Regions from separate parts of the Arabidopsis thaliana genome. Here region 2 is linked to region 1. A link is a contact called in public capture Hi-C data. All regions are on one chromosome and are shown on one strand. The core of a region is the stretch at or near the end of the contact, and the rest is flanking DNA. Distances in the headings are between cores, read along the strand shown.

The links. Capture Hi-C pulls out chosen DNA fragments and counts their contacts.
Region 2: a contact with region 1 is called in a capture Hi-C map of seedling, with 1.9 times the contacts expected there. The contact joins the promoter of AT2G22660 here to the promoter of CYCD2;1 in region 1. A contact is called at or near these places in 1 of 26 Hi-C or Micro-C datasets (root) and 1 of 3 other capture datasets (seedling).

What each region holds. Positions count from the first base shown.
Region 1 is chr2:9,551,688-9,558,623 of TAIR10.1, forward strand. It overlaps CYCD2;1 (Cyclin D2;1), which reads right to left and starts at 4,480. Exons shown (of 6, transcript NM_127815.4): 1 at 3,869-4,480; 2 at 3,542-3,628; 3 at 3,361-3,459; 4 at 3,063-3,258; 5 at 2,818-2,945; 6 at 2,110-2,727. The coding sequence starts at 4,186. The coding sequence ends at 2,470.
Region 2 is chr2:9,623,248-9,630,183 of TAIR10.1, forward strand. It overlaps AT2G22660 (DNA-binding protein, putative (duplicated DUF1399)), which reads left to right and starts at 4,095. Exons shown (of 9, transcript NM_001036319.2): 1 at 4,095-4,243; 2 at 4,485-4,653; 3 at 4,736-4,856; 4 at 4,945-5,199; 5 at 5,291-5,746; 6 at 5,828-6,372; 7 at 6,491-6,683; 8 at 6,782-6,936. The coding sequence starts at 4,490. It overlaps AT2G22650 (FAD-dependent oxidoreductase family protein), which reads right to left and starts at 3,825. Exons shown (of 9, transcript NM_179696.4): 1 at 3,617-3,825; 2 at 3,488-3,545; 3 at 3,297-3,405; 4 at 3,088-3,232; 5 at 2,957-3,008; 6 at 2,731-2,877; 7 at 2,559-2,658; 8 at 2,162-2,288; 9 at 1,339-1,912. The coding sequence starts at 3,684. The coding sequence ends at 1,456. BRK1 (BRICK1) reads left to right here. Exons shown (of 2, transcript NM_127829.3): 1 at 1-168; 2 at 567-1,088. The coding sequence starts at 36. The coding sequence ends at 691.

The sequences.
Region 1 (6,936 bases), core at 3,230-5,729:
TCGTGCTAATTTGATTTAAAATTCTAATTTTAAGGTTAACGGATTTAGTACTCATGATTAACACTTTGGCATTTGTATATAGAAAATTAGATAAAATAACTTGTATATGGTTAGATTCATATACTTTATTAGTCACTGTAATTTTTATTAGTAGTAGTAGTTTGACATATCATACTTTCTATTTATTTGGATAGATGAAAAATCATATATTTTTCTCCAATTTATTATGTATTTACGTATATTATGTTTGCCTTGTTGTTTTGGAGGTAGCGCATGAGCTACCACAACGATAGAAAAGTATTATTTTTCTTATTAACGGATGCGGGACTCCCAACTCTTTGTCTTTCACTTGTAAACTATTATTAGTTTTATATTTTGAGTTAAAAACAGCTATTTGTAAATCGCTGAATTAGGTTGCTAGACACACACTAAAGAACACACCACACACAGATCCACAAGTATACATGTTACGAAAAGAGACGAGTAAAGAAATTCCAAAAACTTGCATCTATATTTTTATGTTATAACCTTTTTTAGATGAGTAGTTTTAATTTTGTTTGTAATATTCATATCAAAATATTTCTCCGCCAGCATGCATAGTGTTAAAATTTTTTTTAACCTTTTTAAAAAAGTTGTCATAATGGAAGAATAAATTAAATTTTACACACAAACATGCATATACATATTTGAAACCCCCAAGAAGATGCTCATCTCGTTTTACACCATTCTCGATCTAAGATCTAAGATTCAATTTTTATTAACTAAATCTTGTTTCTTTTATATCCATAAAACTTAAATTAACACACTTAAAGTTTACAAATAAAACAACAACAAAATCGCCGTTTAAATAACTCAATCACACTAATTAAATAAAAATATTGGTATAGTATTATTATTTGTTGAATATTAAAACTAGAAGTAAAAATGTTGTTTTAGATGAACTTAACTTAAGTACTTTGGAGTTATGTTCGTAAATGGGTGGTAATCACGTTTAGCTATATTAATTGCTTATAATAATATTGAGCTGCATCAGAATATATAAATAGTTAAATACAAAACAACAAAAGAATATAGAAATATATTATTTATGTGCATAAATAAGCGAAAAGAAGGCAGTAGATTCCCAAGGTTTCTTATGCTCAGAGATTATTATTTTTTCTGTTTTCTCAGACACGAGGAGAGAGATAGAGAGAGATGTTGACCGGTCGCACAGTCAAAACAAAAATAAATGGGCCCACTAAACTCTTTTCGGGGCCCATTGTGGTTTTCTCTTCTCCAATCCCCAAAACATGCAATTGTCTTTTAAACCAATTAAGTATTTTTGTTGTTGGGAAAATTAGATATTTTTTTTCAAAGCAAAGATAATAGTAAAAATACATAAAATTCAAGGGTTGTATTAATATGTAATAAGTTACTAACCAGTAACCAGGTAAATAGTAAGGGTTTTTAAAAATAAATTCTCTTGTATATCGTTTTAGAAATTATTTTAATTTTAAATAATGTCAATTGTACTTCTTTTTATAACTAGAAGTTCTTGAGAATAGTAAGAACTTGAATATATTTAAGGGCAAAAATAAGTTTAGTTTCAAAAAAAATATCACATGTTTTCGAATGTTCCACAAATAGCACAAATTTAGTATTATTTTTAAATTTTTTTTGGAAATGTCTTACTTAATTGTTGAAAATATTTAGGAATATCTTACTTAATTGTTGAAAAGCTTCTAAATAATTTGAATTTAAATTATAGGTACTAGAGTCATCAATATTTACAGTGTTCCAATTCAATACTACATTCACAAAAATGTAATCTCATGTCACTACGATGTGATTTAGAACAGTTTAGAAAAAATTGTATGTTCCGATAATGGAGAAAATATAGATTTTTATGTGATAAAAATTTATCGGAACAACAGTTTTTTTTAACATGATATATGCATATTTATAGGAACAACAAATTTTTTGTAAAATGGAGAGAATATAGATTTTTCTGTGATAAAAGTTTTTTTTAATATAAATTTAAAATAATCTCTACTGCATTATATGATACTTTATAACTTCTGACATATGTTAAAATAAAAGATATATACTATAGTGCATATTTGAGGACACAAAAATCATAAAATTAATTCTCTTTCTATTTCTTTTTTTTTTAATTATATCTCTGACATTATGTAGAAAAAAAAAAGTCCCTTGGAGCAAGAACAGGGATGTCTCTCATCATCATCAATAATGACTTATTAATTTTGCCGCCTTCCAAAGAGCTCTCTCTCTCTCTCTTATTTTCTTTTTTCCTTTCTCACAAAACTCTCATATTCAATCCAATTTTCAGATTGAAAATGAGAAATCAAAGAAAGAAAAAGAAAATTTATGTAGAAAAAAAAAACCAAAAAAATAAATAAGAACCTCAAATGTCATGAGTACTTGTGGTTTTGGGTTGTAAAAAGCAATGTATGACTCTTTTATTCTCTCTCATTGTTTTCTCCTCCTCTTGTTGCTGTTGTTGTTGTTGTTGTTGTTGTCTGGACTACTCTGTGAGGAATTTGTACATGACTCAACTGTTCTCTCTTCACTCCTATAGCTCAAACATGTTGCTTCCAACACTCCAACTGGACTTGCAGGTACAGCTCTTACCGCAACTCGCGCCTGCTCCTGCGATAAACTAGTTCCCCGCACATTCTCCTCCCCAGTGAGACTTCTCATCAGATTCAAACATCTCTTCACCCTCTCCTGCTAAAGGAAGACAATGATCAGATGAAATGTGTGTTCTTGAAACAGTAAAGGTTTAAGTCTTTCGCTATCATACCGAATGTTAATTACCTGTTTTACATATATGAGACTAGACAGTGCCTTTTCCTCATCAATGCATTCTGTTTCTCCTGAAATGGAAACAGACACTGCAGCAGCTGCAGCTATCTCAGAAGGCCTGAAGTCTAAGAATTCAATTGCTGCATTCAATTTTATAAACAGAAACGTATCAGCCTTCCTCATTAAACAAAGCCAAGTTAGTTGCAAATAAAGAAAGAATGTTGTTATAGCTTGCTTCTGATCAATAAATGACGCACCTTTGGTGGTGTTTAAGATGAATCTTGACGATCTATAGATCAAATTCTCCGACACGTGACCACTGATCTTGTCAACGAAATAATCAATGAAGGAGAATGGAGTTAGAGCTTGCAATCTCCAATTCAAAGTGGTGACAACCAAAAGCTCCATCCTTTTTATTGTTTTGGCCTCAAAAACAAACTTGGGATCTTCCACCTGCTCATAGGAACAACATTTCAAGATTAGTTCCACTAAAACCTCGATTTTCGACTCTTCGTAAGAAGACTGAAGCTATTAAGGACTAAATGTAAGTTGCACCTGTAAATCAACAATGTGAGGCACATCAGTTTCTTCCATTTTGGATGCTAATGATAAGCAAGACACAGCTAGTAACTGAGCAGCCCAATCCTTGTCTTTCTACGCAATCGAAAACACACAAACCGGTCATCGTATTGTCTCGAATACGATGAAACCAATCCGCAAAGACGATGCAACTTACCGGCAATTCATAGGATGTTAAGAACCGATCCAAGTAGTTCATGGATAGGCATATGCACAGATGTCCAAAATGGTAATGAGCACAAACCTGTAGAACAATTGGCATTAAAGACAAAAGAACTCAATTACTCAACAAGATCAATACCTCAATCTATAGAGAAGATTCAATTAATCTATAATAAATACATCAGAGAATGAATGAGCTATCAAACTGATCAAAGAACACACTTAAACTCAATCACAAAGCACAAAAAGAGACCAAACCAGATTTGAGGTTTGTCTTAAAACACAACACAGATCAAAGCAATCAAAAGAAGAAATCACATACCTTTAGAATCCAATCAAGAGCTTGGTTTCGAACAGACAAATCCAAATCACCAGAAAGCAATCTCTTAACATAATCAGTTCCAGGGCAAAACTCAATCTCTCTCACCAACATCTCTTTGATTCTGTCTTCACTCAAGGACGATGAAGAAGAACCCATCATCGGAATTGATCCGTTGCCGCCAAAGTTGTCGTCTTTAGCAAAAAGTTGGTGATTGTAATCAATCTCGTTCGTAAATCCGCCGCCATAGTTGATATCATCATCGTCGTTGTCAATGATCCATGACTCGCTGGTTTCACCACAAGCAAGATTCTCAGCCATGGGGTTTGGTTTGATTGTTGTGTTGTGTATTGATTGATAATAGTCTGTTTAATTCGTTTATTGGGGTGGTCTCAAAGTTTTTGAGAGCGTTCGGACAAGAAAGTGAAAACTAAGGAAGCAAAAGTCATCAAAGATGGGAGATTTCTGAGGAGGTTTTGTCTTGAGGAACTGCGATTTTCATGGCAGAGGAGAAGAGAGAGGAGAGAGAGGCTTATACAGAGGAAAGTGGGTGAGTGTGTTTTAGGGTAGAGAGGGGAGAGACCACTCCACAGACTCGAAATGGAAAATACAGAGAATATACACTAAGAACAATATGTGGAAATATAAATTATATTTAAAATTTAAATCATATTGTTATTAATAGTTTAATATCACAAGTCCTTATAAACTAAATTTAAATTGTCATAGTAAAAACGACAAAAAAAAAAAAAAAAAAAAAATTGTCATAGTAAAATTTAGAAATTACATAAAGTCAACGATAAAAAAAAAGTATTCCAAAAAAATAAGTTGGTCATAAATGTTGAAATCTCCAGAGATACTATTCCCAAAAAAGAAGACAATTCACTATTTTTTGGTTTTCATGTTCTTGTTTAGTGTTTTGTAAACTTCTGAAATTGAATCATATGCTTTATTTACTTCTATTTAGTGGATCTTTCTTTTGAGGTTAAGGTTAGGGAACCTTGTGCTATTCGCCAACATCGGTAACGTCGAGATATAAACCGAAAAAACAATAACTAATAAGATCTCAATCACTTATGATTTTGAACTAGAGTAGAATAAACTTAAAGACGCCCAACTGTTTTTACCGCTGTAGTAGATATGAAAGACTGATTGAAAGCCAAGAAAAGAAAATGTCAAAGATAGAAAGAAGAACCATCGACCAAAACTTGACCTAAAACATCGGACTACCACCACATAACCTTAGAAACAAAATATGAAATGCGGAGTTGTGGAAACATCCAACCTAAGGAAAAAAATATATAGCTAAGGCTATGTTTCTATTAAGACGAATCATTTAGTAACTTCACTTATATAAAATATTTTGTCATGTTTAAGTTAATTACAGTTTAACTAACACTATACATTTCTTTTCATTTTCATGATTTTCCGGATCGATTTATAAGTGTTAATTTGGATTCGATCGTTTAGACATCATTTTCAACATGTGTTCACATCCTTCCTCTATTCTTAAACACCTAGTTATATGGCAAAGTAATCTGATACAAAAGATATTTGCTAATAAATGATCTAATAATTTTAGAAATCTAACCCGCATAGCATGAAAATTGCTTAGTTCAAATCAAGATTTAGGTAATGTAACTCACCTTTATTAGGTTTTTAACTTTTAACTAGGTGAAGTGTTCGCGGATTTGGCCCATTCGACATTGTTATGAAGCGGTCACGATTATGAAAATTATATCCCCACTACAGAAGAAACTAAATAGGATAAACTAACTTTAGCAGTAGTCAGATGTGGATTAGACTTCACGTAAACGTACAAGTTGCGATATGAGCTCAAGCAAACATCAGATTTTAGGGTTTCCAACATATTACTTAACATATAAATTTTGGAAATTATTTTATGTGTTTTCTAGTAACAATGACAACAATTACGATATTGATTATCTAAGGAGTGGAAGTCACTGAAGAAAAATTACTAAACAACTTTATTTCCGGATTTTTTTTTTGTTTTGGGGTTTTTAGGTTCTAGAAAATAATCTCCATTTGGAATCAAAACTATCAGTTTCGTTTGGACACGCTTTTATTATCTCAACTGAGGCCATCCCACTATATTACTAAAGAAAAATACTTCTAAATCCAAGAAGGAGAGACTTCTCAAACTGAATAGATAAATTACATTCAGAATCAGAGAGCCTATAACAACTACATGCCACATCTCAGCAATACTAAACAGTTTGTTCTTTATAACCAAGGCCAAAAATTTGTCTCAGAGAACCATTTTATACTTTACTATCTCAATGATCTATGAATTCCCTACTAAGCATATCAATATCATTGCAGCATAGAAGGGTATCAATCCAATCCTTTGTGTGATTGCAAATATTCAAGACATAAACAACAATTATTTAAGTCAAGTCAAGTCAAATATGATAAGGTTTGGGTTTCTATTGAACTTAAACAATAGATTAACATGCAATACCAAATTCAAATGCAACTATACTAAGGAGAATGTAAAGAACTAAACAACTAAGCAATGAAGCAGCATGCATATCAATTGAAACTAAAGACCAAAAGTAAACAAAACAATAAACTAAAGAAAATGCAAGATTACCAGTACTAAAGAAAAACAAGGAACACAAATCAATAAAGCACTAAAGACCAGGAACACATACTTCAACTCAAAATCAAAGAAGCATAAATGATCAGACGCAAGCAAGTCGAGTTCAACAGTCGAGTAAAACAATAGAGTTTAACAACAAGCAAATAAAACGAGATTCAACAATCAAATGAAATAGAGCTATTAAGAATAGTTTAATGGGTTATAGTGGACTCCTCAATCCATGTAACTAGCTAATGATTCATGTTAAATATTTGAGTTTTTGCAATCTATTTCTTCTGCAAAATTGTTTATCTTACTTAGATCTATAGCATACTAAGTTAAACATTGAACATAGTGAACTAAATAATAGTTTTTTTTAATGTAATTTGGTTAGTTTGATTAGGTTTTCTATAGTTCGAGTTCGGTTTAAGATCAGTAAACTCGGTATATTTTCCTTTTCAATTTTGGT
Region 2 (6,936 bases), core at 2,845-5,344, 71 kb after region 1:
TGTGTTTGTGGAAGAGAGAGTTTTGGGGTTTAATAATGGCGAAAGCTGGAGGGATCACGAACGCAGTAAACGTAGGAATCGCTGTTCAAGCAGATTGGGAGAATCGAGAATTTATCTCACATATCTCTCTTAATGTTCGTCGTCTCTTCGAATTCCTTGTTCAATTTGGTAAACCTCACTCTCTCACTTATTTCTCTGTGTTGGGTTTTGAATTCAATTGACTAATTTTGGAGTTTTCTCGATTTCGTATTTGCTAAATTTAGAAACTTTGTTTTAGAGTTTTTGTCAAAGTAAGGTTTTTGATGATTGGGAGATTTGATTTTGGTGGTTGGTTAGTGAAAAATTTCACCTTTTTAATTGTTGAGATGATCAGATTTCATTTGCATTTGTATGGTCTTAGATCCATGTGCTAAGAGAGATCTTTGTAATGATCTCTTTGATCTTCTCAGCTTCAATTCTAGCTGGTTTTAGACAATGTTGTGTGTGATGAAACTTTCTTTTATGAGCTAATTTGATTATCGAAGTCATTGATGTCTGTGAGTTTGTAATTTCTCTGTGTGTTTCAGAATCAACCACAAAGAGCAAGTTGGCTTCTTTGAATGAGAAGTTGGATCTGTTGGAACGTCGCTTGGAAATGCTGGAGGTGCAAGTAAGTACCGCGACAGCAAATCCTTCTCTGTTTGCGACGTGAAACACCGTAGACGATATCGAAATCGAAACCGAGCCTGATCCTTTGGCTTTAACAGAAGAAGTCTGTTGTTGAATGTGTACCATTGAATGATTCTTTCTTTCTTCACATAGCTGTGGTAGTAAGTAAACTAGTAGCTTAAAATATGAATCTATTCATAAATATGTGTATCTTTTTTCTGTCCATTAAGATCTCTTTTGAATGACAAGTCATTTCGTTGAACTCTTGAAGTTTTTGCTTTCTTCTGCTGTTGATTTATAAACTTTGCAGAGGTACCCTTTTCATCTTCTATGCATCGGATTTGTATATTCGTCTTTTCTCTTAAAGTGGAACACATGTAAAACGCTCTTGTTGCCCATTTTTTCTTTTTCATCAATGGAGGAAGAAAAAACCGAAAAAGCTCACATCTCTTTTCCTCCATTAGATTCTGTCTGCATTTGTGACTCACATTGTTTTTTTGAGTTCCACTCGGATTCATCGAGACCGACCTAATCGTCTCCACCCGTACGTACTATGAGATCACCCCACGGATGCCTACGATATCCAGGGGTCGCGGACCAACCATAGAACCAAGCCATTGTTGAAAATATTCTGTTTTACGTACCTAAACCACAAAGTTCTGTAGACTATGGATGATTGACCATTTTTAAAAAAATATTCTGAACTCAGTTTTTGTTTTGTCTGAATTGAGATTTGCTGTGTTGACCAAGCTTCCAAGCTTGAAGCTGCAAACAAGAGTGAGAACTGAGAAGTAAACAATGGTACTCTTATTGTCTGTTTTTCTTCCAAGAAGTTAGTTCAGAAGGAAGTAATTCTTCATTGCAACTTAAAACAGCTTTAGACATGAGTTTCCCAAGCCAAGCATGATAGAGTAGTCCCCTTGATCCGAGCCCTGAAAATACCCAGAAGTTGCAAAACTGACCAGCACCTATGAGCTGATTAACACATCCCAAGAGCGGCAGTGATCCATGGCTTGTGACAGGTGGCATTGCTCTCAAGCCCGCCCTTGCTCCCGCAAATTCCCACTTTTCTATGTCTGGATAAACTGCACTTGCTTTCGGAAGAAGCTCGTTGAGAGCTCTTGAAGCTTCCTCTGCTGGGACATCCGATGAATAATTTCTTGATTGCCATTCCCATGTGGATCCCATGTGCAGATTACGGGGTCCCTGAACCGCGAGCCACGCATCTGACAAGATCGAAGGTCCATCGTCCGGGTAACTTCCTCTGCATTACATAATTTAATAAAGAAAAGCTTTTGAACAGGAAAAAAAAACCACAAAGATAAGTAGCTGAGCTCAACATAGTAATGTGCGAGTATGCGACTACATCAACACATACTTTCTTTTTTTGGAAGGTCTCACACTAAAAAAAAACAGAGAAGAATTGTACAATTGAAAGAGGATGTAAAGTTGACATCAGAGTTGAAAAAGAATACTAGGAATGGATAACTATAGGCGCAAGGTCTCGCAATACCTGGCACTCTCGTGTAACTGCATATGAGTAATGACACCTCGGCATGTCCTTAAAGGGAGCTTTCCAGTAAGCCCTGGAAGAAAGTCTACCTTGGATCCAAGACATATTACTACTGCATCATATCCTCCTACATATAACAACACAAAAGCTGTTCATACTAAATTTCTGACCATGCGGATGAGAACCTCAGAGAAAAAGCATGGATACTATACTCTTGGATTGTTAACGGCTATCTAAATTGTGTTTACGGTCTCTAGATTTAAGTTTATCACATCAGTTTTCATGCCTGTGAAACTTGATCCAAAAGGACTAGTTGTGGTTGGAGGATGTTTCTATAAAGCTTACGCAAGTTCCAGAATTAAACAAAAATATAAGAATATAGTTCAAAATCATTCACCTTCAAGTTCAAGCACATCAGTTATAGACTTGTTCACCAAAGTTATGTTTTTCCTTCCCAGTGATGTTTTTGCTGAGCTCTGGCATGCTAGAAAGAGTGCCTAGAGAAGGGAGAAAAACTCGGTAAAGAAAAACGCAAAAGCTTGGTGCTAACATATTTGTGTTGTCTTAACCTGGAGATATCGGTGCGGATTAACATTCATAGCTCCTGGAAAATAGAAGGCGCAGTTCAAAGGCAGGTATAGATTGGGGACGAGATTTTGTGCACCATCTTTGTCAATAGTCTCTACTACACAACTAGCAAGACAGTTTCGAGCATTCTAATCGCATAAGTAATAAACAGTAAAACTACGGGTTTAGTTAATATTTCAAAGGTATCTAAGTCGAGTTCAAACTTACATCACTCATTAAATCTAAAGTCTTGGCATTTGTTGCTGGTCTCAAGATTCCCCTAAAGCAAGAAGAACTTGGTCAAACTAAAGTATCATTGAATGAACATTTCAAGTTATTAGTGTTATTGAGATTGGTACCTTCTTCGAACCATAAAATTTCCGAAACTCTCGCTAAAGTCTCTGTTCTCCGTAGATTGGTAACTAGAAGAAGCAGCTGTTTCAGCCACATTTAAGAGCTCTAAACATTCTCTCCAACACTCAGCACCATGCCAAAGTAGCTTTCCTACATAAAGTAAGAATCTTTATGAAACAATACAATAATCACCAAAGGGGACAATTTCTTCTACCTTTAGGAGAATAAGGATGGAGGAGTCCTCCAGAAACACCAGAAGCACCACCTCCTATGCCAACTTCATCATATACGTCAACACTTAATCTCAGCTCTTTTGGACTCTCCTGCAAAAACAACACATATTTTAAATTCAGAAGCAATTATCTCACAACAACACAAGAACAAAATCAAATTTAGAGATTTAACCTTAAGCAGGTGCCAGGCAACAGAGATTCCAGCAAAACCTGCACCAAGGATGGCGTACCTGGAGGAACAAGAAGAAACTCTAAAAATCACAGTGAGAAAGATAGAGAGAAACAAATGAAGAGAGCTAACCTAAGAGGAGGACGGTTGGGAAGAGAGAGAGACGCCGAAGAACAAGGGTGAAGAACAGCAGTGATCATGTCTACACGCCAATGCCTTTGGATTCCGGCAAATGCTTGTTTTGCCTGCGACGAGTTCGTTATATCGGATAACTCAGTTACCTACCACTACTGTAAAGGAACCTCTGATTCATCTAGAGGGTCTTCTTCTCAGGGACAAATATTGGTTTAGATCGGTACAAGAAAAATTCTACATGATTCTAAACCCGGTTGAGTACATTGGATTCGATAATCCGATGCGTATACTACACGTTAAAAAGTACATTGAATTTTGGTTTAGGCCTTTTCTCCAATTAGTTTATTTTCTGAGTCAGACAAGGCGTTACATTATTGTTCGCCTTTTTAGTTTTATTTTATCCATTTTCGCAAACGTTAAAACTTAAAGACACAACAAAATATATAAAACGGAGATATGATTGAGGGGCATATTTGTCATTTTCTTGTGATCGTTGATTTCGAAGTCGCTATAAGAGTATAAGTAGCAGCCTTGAAAAGTGTTGTTCATCTCTCGAAGTAAAACTTTTCTCTCAGTGATCGGATAAAATTCTCGGCGAAGAAGTGAAGTTTCCGGCGATCAGAGGTGAGTTTTCCGTTAGATCCTTATCCTAGTTGCTACTTGTGTGACTTCGTTGATTAATTTTGATCTGAATATCAAAAATCGGGTTTTAAGATTCTCCAGAGTCCTGATTTTTCTCATGCACATGATCTTCCAAAATTCATAGGGCTTATGCAATTGATTAGATAAGGATCATTTTAGGTCAAAATCTGGTAATCACGTATTGATTTACTTAGTTGTTTGCATTTTTTGATCGTTTTGAAAGGTGATATGGATAAGGAGAAGGATCATGAAGTGGAGTGGCTTGAAGCTCAGAAGATAGAAATAAGCGTTGACTTATTAGCTGCAGCGAAACAACACCTTTTGTTCCTTGAAACTGTTGATAGGAATCGATGGCTCTACGATGGTCCTGCGCTTGAAAAAGCCATCTACAGGTTAATAATATAAGTAGATTCTGTGTTTGCTTTTAGATCAGTGAATATTTCTAAGTGATTGTATGATTTTGGTGATGTTCAGGTACAATGCTTGTTGGCTTCCTTTGCTTGTTAAATACTCTGAGTCATCATCGGTTAGTGAAGGGTCTTTGGTCCCTCCTCTTGATTGTGAATGGATTTGGCATTGTCACAGGCTTAATCCGGTAAGTGAAAAACGGAATTATCGGTAGGAAAAACTTTGACTTTGTTGTTTGATGTTTGAGTGATTTCTTCATTGATGTTTATATCCAGGTGAGGTATAATTCTGACTGTGAGCAATTTTACGGGAGAGTTCTCGACAATTCTGGAGTTCTTTCTTCTGTTGATGGGAACTGCAAATTGAAAACTGAAGATTTGTGGAAAAGATTGTACCCTGATGAACCTTATGAGCTTGACTTGGATAACATAGACTTAGAGGACATCTCTGAGAAATCTTCAGCTCTTGAGAAATGCACCAAATATGATCTTGTTTCAGCTGTTAAGAGGCAGAGCCCATTTTACTACCAGGTTACTTTAAAATGATTGTTCTTCTCATCATCATAACCGGAAAATACGGAATTTTCTTCCTGATTCTGTTTCTGTGTGTTCGTTGCCACAGGTTTCGAGGTCCCATGTAAACAGTGACATTTTTCTACAAGAAGCTGTTGCTAGATATAAGGGGTTTCTCTATCTGATAAAGATGAACAGAGAAAGGTCTTTAAAAAGGTTTTGTGTTCCGACTTACGATGTTGACCTTATCTGGCACACACATCAGCTGCACCCAGTTTCTTACTGTGATGATATGGTGAAGCTCATTGGTAAAGTGTTGGAGCATGATGACACAGATTCTGACCGAGGCAAAGGTAAGAAGCTCGATACCGGTTTTTCTAAGACTACTGCACAATGGGAAGAGACATTCGGTACAAGGTACTGGAAAGCCGGTGCAATGCATAGAGGCAAGACACCTGTACCTGTCACAAATTCTCCTTATGCTTCTGATGTTTTGGTCAAAGACCCAACTGCAAAAGACGATTTCCAGAATTTAATCCAATTCCCAGAGGTGGAAGTTGTTGAGGTAGTTTTTTATCATTTTCTGTGGTTGTCTCTTCCATGTATTGAGTTTATTGCAGTTGTGTGATCCTTTTGTATCCTTCAGGTTCTCTTGGAGATTATCGGGGTTAGAAACTTACCAGATGGACATAAGGGAAAGGTCTCGGTTATGTTCAGTAAAACTCAGCCGGATTCTCTTTTCAATGCTGAACGTAGACTGACCATTTTATCCGAGGTTGGGGAAAAGCAAGTAGCTACTTTCCAGTGTGAACCTACAGGAGAGCTTGTTTTCAAACTTATTTCCTGTTCACCGTCTAAGATACCAGTTTCAAGAGAGCCTAAAAACTTGGGTTTTGCTTCTTTATCACTAAAGGAGTTTCTGTTTCCAGTTATTACTCAACTCTCTGTTGAGAAGTGGTTGGAGTTAACACCCAGTAAAGGTAGTCAAACAGATACGAAACCCATAAGCCTGCGAGTCGCTGTCTCGTTTACTCCACCAGTACGCAGTCCATCAGTCTTACACATGGTTCAATCAAGACCATCGTGCAAAGGCTCTTGCTTCTTTCCAATCATTGGAAAGTCCCGTCTTGCTAAAAGTTCAACACACATTGTTGATGAAACCCAAACAGAGGTGATCACACTTCAAATTAGGTATGACAATCTAAACAACATTCTCTTTCGAAAAATAAACGCATTTATTGATTCTGGTATGATAAAACTCAGACCAGTTATATATATGATTTTACTTTCTTACTTTGTCGTGTTTTAGGAACTCCGCTGATGGAGGAATACTTAAAGATGATCAGAGACAAGTTATGGGTGTGACAGACTCTGGTGAAACTCGCGTGCTTGCGGTTTATACTGGTAGTTTCTGGTCTTTGCTGGACTCGAAATGGTCACTTAAGCAAATAAACGCCTCCACTGCAGATAATCCGCTCTTTGAGATTTTGGGCCCTCGAGTGGTATATTCCACCATTTTATTCCAGTAAAAAGAGATGAATCTTCTTGTTTTGACAATGTAACCCAGTTCAATGATACAATGCTTTTTATTGGTTTGCAGGTGAAAATTTTCTCGGGGAGAAAGCTGGATTATGAACCAAAACACTGCGCAAACCTTAGAAGTGATCTAGATTTCATGACTCTTGTGGAATTTTCCAAGCAACATCCATATGGAAAAACTGTGGGATTGGTTGATATGAGATTTGGTTCCATTGA